Linked DNA regions of Mus musculus: region 2 is linked to region 1. A link is a contact called in public promoter capture Hi-C data. All regions are on one chromosome and are shown on one strand. Each heading gives the region's core, a stretch centred on a gene start, on an enhancer-like site or on the middle of the called end of the contact. The rest is flanking DNA. Distances are from core to core; before and after follow the strand shown.

Region 1 (5,631 bases), core at 2,191-4,690:
ATTGGAAACTTTATTTTTTTTAAATATACTTGCTAAATTAATAGGGAAGAAAAAGGAAGTAGATCTTGTTGAAAATTAAAAGCCCACGTGAGCTTTATTAACAGAACTTCTGAAAGGAGTATCAGTTTGGAAAACATTTCTAAGTGCCAGACTCCAATTTTATGACTTGTTTTAAATAGAGGTAATTCTATTTAGGTAGAGTTTTGTTTTAATTTTTAAAAGTTGATCAAACACTAGCCACCTTTTTGTTTAGCATAAAGTTGTTTTTCAGTGAGAACACCTAGTTGGTTTGATTATTCATTTCCTCCCATCTGGAGAGCACTGTGTTATCTGAATTTCTCTTAGCAGCTCAGAACTTGAATGAAGAAAGAAATAAGAAACTAGTCTGTGGGGCATTTGTGGAGGGCAGAGAGGTCAAGAGAGAACTCTTCTTCTGGGGAAAACTACTTGTATTTATATCACATTAGGTTTTCAAAATTGATTTTTAAAGACAAACTGAGTGGTTGGAAAATTGTAAGACTCCCTCCCCCCCCCCCAATCTCTGGTTTACCAGTGATGTTTGTTTTTGACCAGGAACTGACATTCTTATCTTGGAGGAAGGATTGTTTACTGATGGTTAGAAGTCCTAGCTCCTAATACTGGAAATAAATTCTCACGTACCAGTTTAAGAGGCGAAAACCCACCACCATTAATTGCCTAAATATTTTAGTCTTTTGTTTAATGGGGTGGTAATTGTTTTCAGATCAAGATGAGACTCTTTAGTGCCTTTCCAATGGAGACTTCACCCAGTGATCATTTTACGATAGCTTTTTAAAAACCTGCTTTGTTCAGTAGCCAAAGAAGTACTGTAGAATTGGAGGGGGGGGGGCTGTCAATGGTTGTGATTGTGACTTCTGTACCCTAATTTTGGCTAACTGCTTTGAGTACAAAGTATTATGGAGAAAACACACCGTCGTTGAGAGCTATTAGTGATCATTCAAAAATTGTCTTGAAAGCATTGTTCTTCCTTTTATATGATCTTGGATTTGGCAAATCTCTAAAGGTGTAAAATGCAGTGCAAATAAGATTTCTCTGCTTTTCGATGACAAAATTGGGCAACTTAAAGAAAAACTAACGTGCCGTCGAAGCACTTCAGCTGACATTTTCAATCACTAGGGTAGTAAGTGTTGGCAACAGAAAACGAATTTAGAAATGCAGATAGCCCCGGGAGCAGGTAGTTAGGGAATTCGGAATATTGAATCATGTGGGCTAGACCAAACCAATTACTTCAAGTTTTGACATGAGAATTTCCAATAAATAACTTTTGTTTTCCAGGCTTTTCGCCCAGCTTTATTAGTGGAGTGACATCAAAGCACCCAGCAGAACTTCCGAATGCCATGAAAGCGAATATGAATACATAGCTCTCCCATGCAGTGCCCAGAGTCCTACTTTCAGATGGGCACTGGGGAGTTTTCAGTGCTGTAGTTCTCACCTCAGCAGAAGCACGGGGCTGCTGGGTGTTTCTCAGAACATGCAGGGCAGTAGAGTGCTTCAAAACCAAGACTTACTTCGGGTTAGGACTTTGATCAGTCCTGGCACTCACTCTGTGTGCTTTCTGAACAAATTTAAGGTCGTAATTTACTGTCCTTAAGTAACATGGCAAACTGAGAAAAGGGACAGAGATGTGGTGAAGGTCAGAGGAACTGTCAACCTGCAAACCCCAGGAATAAAACGTTACTGCTCTGCTTTCTCTGAAAATATTTATTTGACCTAACTTTTGTGAAAAATTACTTAAACAATGGTTCATTACCAGATGTGTTATGGACAAGAGGCAGCACTACAAATTTATTGTTGTCTGTGATCTTCATTCACCTGCACCCCACCTGTGAAGCAAGACTCTGGTTTGATTTTAACGAAACCTTTATCACTTACCTAAGTGCTGATAATTATAACCCAGGCTAGGTGGATTTCGGTTAAGAGCCAAACAGTTTTGGACAGAGAAGAACCGAGCATCCTGCAAAGTGCAACTTTTAGTAATTTCCCTGCAGGAAGCTTACACTTTGTGATCTTGATTCTTTGTATCTGCTTCTGAGTCTTGAAGGGTCATTTGACACCTGCCTGCATTTGATCGGGTAGATTCTTGTAAAACAACGCCACAGTTTTGTAGGTAATATGTGCTAGAAATGAGGTGTGTTGTGGACGAAGACTGTTTTACAAGCATGCTTATCTAAATTGAAGGTTTTGATGACGTACTAAGAATAGCAATGTTTGTAGCTGAGCGGAAAAAGGACTTAGATTCTTGTAGGTATCTTGGTCAGTTCCGAGTCAGTTCACTCAGGCTCAACTGTTTTGGAACTATTTTAAGCAAAGATTAAAACATTTCTACTTGGAAGCTAGATGAAAATCATAGGTTGGTTAGGCTTTCTGTTACATAACACTAGTTCTTCAGGCATACCCAAATACTCATCTCTGCAAATAATTCCTGATTAAAGGTTGAAAAGGCATTTAATCATCAGATTACGCTAATTAGAGTGATCTTATCAGAAAAGTAGACTGAGACTATTCTGTAAAATCTTCGGTTGCCTGAGATGCTCTCAAAGATTGGGTGAAGAACTGGCTTTTTTTTTTAAAAATTCTTTAAGAACAGCTTAAGGAAATGGTTTGTTTAATATAAAGATAGATGGCTAATTACTGTAATTAGGTACTGTGAATCATAACACATAGTATACTGACCTGAGTGGTCACCAACAAGGAGTGAGTGGGCCCTATTAGACTTCAGTTAGTCACCCGGATCTGATGTGTAGGTTTTCTTAAGCATGTGTTATATACTAGAGAAATTCCTTAATGTAATTTTGATGTAAGTCGTTATTTTTAGGCAGGTCACGGACCATAAGAATAGAAAGGTCCAATCAGCTAAAAATACTTTTAAACACACACACACACACACACACACACACACACACACACACACACACACACATATATATTAGGTCATTGGTTGATACATTAAATGCAGTAATCTGCATATTTCTAAAACAAATTTTAATTCAATAAGTTTTGAAAGCTTATTATTTGTGTTCCCCCCCCCTTCCTTTTTTATTTGACAAGCAAATACTCCCTGGGGAAAATCAGTTTAAGGAACTGAACTCATAATACCTTCCCATAGAGTGCAGTTATGGGACATGCTTTGGAAATGTCTGAGGAGCACAAAGCAAATTCCGATACAATTTGTTTAATTACAACAAAAATACAGCACTATGAAGTCATAGTGTTTGTCTTCATAGAGGGTTTTATGCATTGTGGTGGTAAGTAAAATCCCATCACACTTGTATAAATTTGTTCAATTACCAGAACAACTAAAAGGAAAAAAAAAATCAATTTAGGTTGAAAAGCAACAGAAATTAGATTACCTTGGTTAGTAGAAACTTGCCAGCAGTGTTGAAATTGCTTAATAATATCAAAAGCCACACCAGCAGTGTGAGGGCGTTGGCTTCTGTTGTAATATGCACATGTTTGCTTACTGGGTTAATTTTTTTTTTAATGTATCTCTTCCCTTTTCTCTTCCTGTTTTTATTTTCACGGAAATTGTCAGATAGCATGCGAGAAGCTGTACATTTGGGTGTTATCGTTCCTTGTAGAGGTTGCTTTCTTAGACTCTTTGATCAGTTAATATTTTGGATCAGTGTTGTGAAATGCTATGCATGATTTTAGGAATCTGAAGAAACTCCCTCCATCACAAAGGAGCCAGTTAGCAGCCCCAGGAACACTTTAGGATTTCTCTCTCTCTCTCTCTCTCTCTCTCCCTCTCTCTCTCTCTCTCTCTCTCTCTCTCTCTCTCTCTCTCTCTCTCTCTCTCTCGTTTATCACCAACACTAGAGTTATATGGAACCCTCGATCTTAAATTCTGAGCACAATAAAGTAGTACAGATAGCTGGGCACCTGTTTTATGGCCACCTTGATTCATTCTGCCACGGAGCTTCACCCAGTTGCAGTAATAGTCACAAGGGCTGCTCCAAAGCCACCGGGCTGTTTTTAGGTCATGAAGTCAACTTCCTGGAATTTCTAGGGAAACCAGTTGAAAGGAGGAGGACAAATGTCACTTTAAATAGAGATGTTTAAACCAGATTTCTGCCTGAGGGTAAAATTTAGGTCTCTCTTAGCCCGGATGTAATGTCTCCCTCTGCAGAGCAAGGCATTAATCAGGGCAGGGCATGAAAACGGGGGACGAAAACGGGTCCCAGTTGGTTCTGCCGTTGATGCCTTCCTTGCCCCAATCTGTGAGGAACATCTTACAAACATTAAAAGGCAGACACGGTACCTCACATCAATTTCTGAATTTCAGCACTGCAATTAGTTTCTTTAAAAGAAGCCCACATAAAGCTGGGGATGGGCTAAGATAAAACCTGGACCCCCTCGAAGCCATTTTAAAGGGGTGGATCTAGCACTTCATAAAATCAGATGTGCAGGGTTGAGAAGCATGCCGGAGAAGCACCCCTAAGTCAATGACCAATTTTTAATTCTATTCTAGAATATATTAAATAACCTTGATATATATTTTTAAATTATCCGATAGAAAAAAAGAAATGGCGATAAAAGAGAACGTTAATCCTTGGCTGTGAAGGATGGTGGAAGCTGCTAAGATGGTTGCTTAACCTGAGACAGATCATCAAATCCAACCAATATTATTTTGTCAGAACAAAAGCATATAGAGCCTGTGTCCTTTTCTGATATGCACAATGAAATTTTAGCTCAGTAGTGACAAAAAGATGGGCCAGGGCAGTCTAATAAATAATGAAAAAGGCATGGCTTAGCCATCAAAGCATACCGTTTAACCCCATTCTTTGCCATCCATATACACAAAGCAAACAATTTATATTCTGATCCTCTTGATACAATGGTATTTCTAGATAGTTTTAGGTTAAGAATTAATGCAAGTTTAAAATCCAAACTCTGTTTGGTTGCTTGATGCATCTCTTTGGAAATGATTTGGCGAGTTCAGCTCTGTTCTGCTTTCAAGGACTTTTCAGCCTTTGGACCATAAAGCAGCCACACTGCCCACTGTTGCCACTCTCCGTGACACTGCTGTGCCGGTCTATACGTCTGACTGTACTCCAGCATTGGACGGCAGAACAATCTAACCCCAACTACTGTCAAAATGGCAGTTGGCTGGTGGGGCGGGACTTTGGTCTTGACTAATGCTTTTTTTTCCCCCTTAGAGGATAGTAACCCAGAGTTACTAGTTTGCCATAAGATGGCTGAACCATGACACAATGTTGATAAACTTAGTACTTAGTGTTTATTTTCCGTAGAGTACCATGATGTAACCAGTTCCCAGCTTCCATTTAGGTAGAGAAAGAGTTGTTAAAAATGATTTTTCTGTCTTCCCTTAAAAGCAACATTTATTTTCTTTTTCTTTTTCTTTTTTCATTCCACACATACCTTCCACAGGGAAATTTCAGTCTTCTGCATTAAAAGCATCTGTCTTTTAGTGCTCGGTGCTGTGGTTATTGATTTGAAATTACTTTTCTTACACATCCTTTTCTCCACTAATTTCCGCCCCCCTTCCCTCAGTGCTAGGAATTGAGCCTTCTAGTTGCTACTAAGCAAGGCTCTCCCTATTGTCCCATCCCCAGCTTCTTCCTTGCCCTCCTC
Region 2 (6,036 bases), core at 426-2,925, 1.4 Mb before region 1:
GAAAAGAATACCCCTAACAAAAATGCCTTTATCTGTTGCTTTACAATGTATGTCTAATGATATAATTTGATGATGGATTTCCCCAATAAAAGATATAAGTACCTTGGAGCATATTATATGAAAACATATGAAAATATGGTGCTGGAGAAATTGCTCAGTGGTAAAGAGTGCATACTGCTCTTATAGCAACCAGGAATTCAGAGTTCTGCACTCACAGACTGCTCACTATGAACTCCATTTAACTCGGAATCACATACCCTCCTTTGGTCCTACTTGGCACTGTTTGTACTTGTAAGAACCAACATTCATATGCACATAGTTAGAGAGAAAACTAAAATATTTAACAAATGTTAAAATAAGTCATTTTCATAAAAGAATAGCTGATGAAAATGAGAAACTCAAAACCTCCCAGTTAGAAATCTATAAAATATTTGCATTATTATTGCATAAGCATGAAATATGAATCTCAAGATATCACAAATGCAGGCAATCTGCACTTCTTCCAGTTGGATCTATGGATTTTTACCAGTTGATTTTGCCAATAATGACAGTCATTAAGCTTGCCAACAATGTCTCAATAAACACGACTTACAAGCAGACTTGGAAATAATTCCAATATTTTGAGTCAGTATTTTCATAATGATGCTGTATACTAATTACGTTGCAAGGGCAAAATTTAATTACATTTAAAAGTTTTTAATACCACTGATAAATAGAATGGAATATTTTCTGAAAATGTTTTTACCTAAAGACCTGGGTAGAAAACTAAACCCATACTTGGAGACTCGTGACTCTGAATGTGTGTCCTTAAGATCTTTAAACTATTAAATGGGCACTGTTAGTTACTAAGTGAGTGGGGAAACGGACAGTTATACACTTAGCCTATTCTTTTCCTTTCCCTTCTCCTCCTCCCCTAGACGATCTTCCTCCTCTAGCTTTTCTCCAACATTTCCCTCTCCTCTACCTGATAGAAAACATGAAACATAGGCTTGGGAATTTGATCTTCAGAACCCACATACAAAGCCCCATGGTCACACATACACCTCTAACTCCTGCTCTGTCAGAGGCTAAGGCAGGACAATAGACTAGACCTGGTTACCACCATCTAATGCAGGGAAAGATCCTGTCCCCAGGGAGTAAAGCTGAGAGTGACAGAACGGAAGCTGTGACACCTTCCTCTGGCCTCTGCAAGTGAAGGAAGCATAAAGCACCTAAACACACAGGAGAAAGAGGGAGAGATCGGAGAGCGGGGAGATAGACAGGGAGAAAGAAGACAGAAATTAACGAGGGAGACAAAACAAAGTCCGAATTTAGGTATGTACCACTTCAAATTCATTACCTGACTCTAATGCCTGAACCGACATGTAGATATCAGGGATAATAATTTACTGGGATTCTTCCCAAAAGTCCAATGAAAATGCTGTAGCTATCAAAAAGAAAAGAATTTACCTAGTAAGGTGATGATGTGAATTCTATTGCTTGCACTTACTTCTATTTTAGATGAATAATTAACCAGTATAAAATTATTTAAGGAGTAAACTCTGTCATGAGGCAGACCCACCTGGGCTGAATCACAAAGTCACCTGGTTTTGAATTTGCAAGGCTGCTTGAGCTAACCCCAGGGCATGGAGCTGAAGGGCAGCCAGCACTGGGTAAGGCAAACTGGAGAGGGTAAGCTTTCAAACAAAAGAAAAGCGCTCTGTGAACAGCACGTGCCAATGTGGCACACATTTTAAAGAATGAACCCTCGGGCCTGGAAAAAAATTAATGAGTTCTGCCTCTCCTTTCTGTGACCTTTCGCTGGGTTTTCATGGGCATTTGTTTTTCTTTGTTTTAGGCTGAGCTGCTCTGTGAAGTCACAGTGGGAGATTGGGTCTGCAGCAGGGCTCCTGTGACACAGCTTTCGCAGGCTACCACTGAGTTGTTATCTCTTGAGTAATCCAAGGCCCTGAACTAGGCAAATTCACTGAGAAGTCAAATATTGTCTTAAGAACCGCATCCCAGGTTTCTCTTCCTCAGGGTACTCTCCGTCGTCGACTGTACACTGCTCCACAAAATGCTCATACAATTCATCACCACTCCAGTTTTCCATTTCAATGTCCGTTTTCATCAAATGTTAGGTAACTGTACCCAGGAAATGTGCCCGTGGAGTAGACAAATGACAGAGCAGAGAGCAACAGTCAACTTGTGACCTGCAAACTTGACTTTCACGATGAGGTCAGTGCTCCAGTGTCTTCTCTGACAGCAGCCTGACAGTGTCTGTCTTGACTCAGGTGGCTGTAATGTAGTTTCTGGTCCCTCATCTGCACTGTCACCCTATGTGATGGCAGCTGGAAACTGACCTGTTTCCATTTCCACAGTGGGCTGCCACTTGGCCTAAGTGCATAAACTAATTTCATTTAAATTGCTTAAGGACTGACTTTCATTGCAATTCAAGATCAAGTGAGCAGCCCTGATACTCCAGATAGCAGTGGATCCAGTGCTACCCACAAGCCTTGTGGTCTTGTGTTCAATCAGCACTAAAAAGGGCATGGTGCTTTTCCAACATATATATTGTTATTTGGTGCATTTTTTTATTGGATATTTTCTTTACTTGCACTTAAAATGTTTTCCCCTTTCCATGTCTCCCCTTTGAAAACCGCCTTCCCCATCCCCCTCCCTCCACCTCTATGAGGGTGCTCCCCCACCCACCCACTCCTATCCTCCTGCCCTGAGATGACCACCAGTCTGGGGCTAAGCAGGCCTGGACAGGCTCCTAGGATGGGGAACAAGCTGGAAATTACAAGTTCCCATCTGGGACCAACGGTCTGGGCAGGAGTGAACTTGAGATCGAAGACCCTTAGAAGAGGCCACTTGGATTGACTGTGTATTAAACAAGATACTCAGACTAGCAGACAGGTGGCATCGGGCCTAGACATGGGGCTATCCTGCGATGATCACCACTCGGGCCCCAAGTAGGCCTGGGGAGGGGTCAGACCATGTCCAAGATGACTCCTGACCAGTGTCATATTGCACAAGTGGGTATAGCACTCCTGAGATGAGACACCCCCAGACATTCAGAGACCTGCTGAACACTACTAAGAGGAGAAAAGTAAGGAGTGAAGAAATGGAAGAGAATAAGAAAGAGAAGAACACAGACACAATGAAGAGACAACTGAAGATGAGAGGGTAGTGCGGAACAGCCTGATGTGAACAACTGTTGATGCCACCAGGGACCTCGGTGGGGTCCTGGCCTGTGCTGCCACTGAGGGCCATGTCTAGTTCCATGGCCCTGAAGCAGCAAAGGTCTGTGACCATCGAAGATCAACCACACGCCTCTGGTCTGGGCTGCCACCAGGGGACATATTAATTTCTAAGGGCTGTGCAGAACTGACCTTGCCTCTCACTTGTGCATCATGGGAAAGCTGGCCCCGAGGTCATGAGACCAGGAGAGTTGAACTTGCCCCTATCCAGTTGTACTGCATGGAAAAGGAGAATGGCGCAGCATATTTAGGAGTTGTGGTGGTGGGTGCAGAGGAGGGAGAGATGCCTTCTTCCCCACCCTTATCCCTCACCACCTGTGGCAGGCTGCAGAGTTGGCCTTGGTGTCATGAGAGTAGGAGAACTGGCCACAACCCTCACCAGCTGCAACACTTGGGAGAACAGGTACTGAACTATCCCTGGGCAACAGGGTAGAGCTGGCCCTAGTTGTGGGTGTTGCTGGTGAGCTGCTCTCCCCTCTACCTCCCTGTGTATAGGAGCCAGAGACTGACCAGCTCAGATACCTCTCAGATCCAGACTAGGGCTTTGAATTGGCCATCTCCAACATCTACCCTACTTAACAACTTCTGGAATCCATGAAGGGGCGGGTCCTACAGATCTAAAACTACAGGATCTCCATGATACAGGGCAATAACATGATATACAATAGGAGAACCAATGAGATTCCAGTCTGGACAGAATAGCAGAAGCCAGAGACCTCATACCAGACCAATCAGACATTGGAATAAATACTTGTAAGCAAAGAAATATGGACAAAAGGGTGTACTGTGGGGCATACTGTAACATACTACAGCTTCAGCAAGAATTTTTTTTTTCTCTGTGGGAGAGGTTTCAAAGGTAGAGGGTGACTATGAGAGGAAAGGAAGATGCATGGTTTGGAATAAATGATGTGAAATTCACAAAGAATCAATAAAAAGCAAAAACAAATACACAAAATATCCAAGTATCCTACATTTGAAGACTTTAGCAAATATATAACCGGATCATAAATTAATAAGTAGTATCAGAAAAATTTCTATTCTGTCCTTATACCCAAAGATTAAGACATATTCCAGTCTGTGTCAGAGAAGTTTCTTACCACAGCATATGGTGACTGATGCAAAAATGGATGGATGGTCAATATGAAGAGAATGAGAGACTGTGTTGTACTCAGCTTAAGGTGGACCATCTATATCAGCCCTCATCGCAACCTCAGGGAACCTTCCAGAAGAGGGAGCAATACGGTTGTAAAAACCTACATTGATAGGAAATATTTGTAAGTTATGGCAGTGCTGTTGCACACGTACACCCATAGTGACCATGACGACATGCTTAAAGCTTGTGCAAGCTTAAATCAGCTCAGATCCCAGCATGGAAGTGGTAGGTCTCTAATCCAACAATGAGCTGAAGAGCTATTGGCAATCAAAGGGTGTTGGCTGAGCAAGGGGGACTTTTCTTCAGGGCCATGATCCAGAGAGAGGCTGGCCACACCCTACACCCAAATAGCCCTACACCCAATACTAGGCAGGCTGAATGAAGTAGGTTCATGGCACTGGGAGGGAAAGTCAGGAGGAACTGGAGAAAAAAAGAGTGTGGTGGATTTGATTAAGGCATGTAGTATGCATGAATAAAACTCAAATGGTTTCTAAATGTAGTAAAAGAAATGAAAAATAATTCTAGTAATATAAATTTCAGATAAAAATGAATATAAACACTATATATTATAGGTACGCACTAGGGACAGTTTCTTATTTGTAAATGATAAATGTACATTATGGTATATAAATTTGATACCTTATAGGGTGAAGGTGCTGATACACAAACTTATTCCCTTGGGAATATGTCTATCAATGGTGTTGGTAGCTGTTTTCTTCACAAGGGAAAGTGCAGGGGAACACCATGCAGATGGCCCTTGACTTCTTATCCATGATTGAGCTTTTGCACAGAAATTGACCTTGAAGGGCAGAAATAGTGCCTTTCATGGAGCAAATAACAAATTGACATGTGACAGTTTACTGAGCACATCTCAGACTGGGGAAAGATCTGAAAACCTTACTACCCACTAGAAAGGATTTTTTTAACAGATATCTTCATTCATAAACTCTATCTAATGTGTTTCCAGGCATTGCCTAAATTTCTGTGCTTCTCTGCAGTTACTTCGGAAAACTGAGCTTCAAGGATCTAGAGGAAATAATGATACTATGGCTGCTAAACAAAAATAAAGGTTGTTTATCTCACATCCTGGAATCTCAACTCTATAAGTTATGAATAAAAATCTCAGATACACCTTTGGGTATAAGCATGGCAGAATGTATGTAGGTACTTTACTATTTCTGAAATAGTTGTATAAATTTATTTTTATTTGTATTTTATTGGTATTTATTTGCCTTCATTTGGTAACTAAAAATGACCATTTAATAATTTATAGTTCTTAGGGATACACATTCAGAGTCACAAGTCTACAAGTATGGGTTTAGGTTTCTACCCAGGTCTATAAGGCCAAATTATAGTGGGAGTTGAAAGATGTTCATTTGTGGAATGTTTCCCTTCCAAACTGTTTACCTGTTTACTCTTTGGTCTAATTTATTATTTCAAAACCATAGAACTGAGGCCTGTGTTTCCTTGTTCCATATTCTCTATGCCGAATATACACACACACACACACACACACACACACACACACACACACACACACATATATATTCTTTTCTGGTCAAATTAATCTATACTTCAAAGAATCTTTTTCAAATGTTAAGTCCTTGATTTTGATTTTGTCTGTTCACATAATCTTCTGGA

What was found. Promoter capture Hi-C pulls out the DNA fragments that hold promoters and counts their contacts.
Region 2: a contact with region 1 is called in a promoter capture Hi-C map of liver, with 2.7 times the contacts expected there. The contact joins two enhancer-like sites. A contact is called at or near these places in 4 of 39 promoter capture datasets (the 3T3-L1 cell line, 3T3-L1-derived adipocytes, frontonasal cranial neural crest and 1 more) and 1 of 484 Hi-C or Micro-C datasets (the N1E-115 cell line).

Annotation. Positions count from the first base shown.
Region 1 is chr3:148,980,395-148,986,025 of GRCm38.p6, reverse strand. It overlaps a transcript of Adgrl2 not described here. Among named protein-coding and RNA genes, the nearest start is that of Gm30827, 16 kb to the left of the region's middle. Within about 2 kb of position 3,440, at least 15 of the 459 cell types and tissues checked have an H3K27ac peak or open chromatin away from gene starts, as enhancers often do. A contact at or near this core is called in liver, where this site is marked.
Region 2 is chr3:150,348,145-150,354,180 of GRCm38.p6, reverse strand. No RefSeq gene overlaps it. Among named protein-coding and RNA genes, the nearest start is that of Gm40178, 51 kb to the left of the region's middle. Within about 2 kb of position 1,675, at least 7 of the 459 cell types and tissues checked have an H3K27ac peak or open chromatin away from gene starts, as enhancers often do. A contact at or near this core is called in liver, where this site is marked.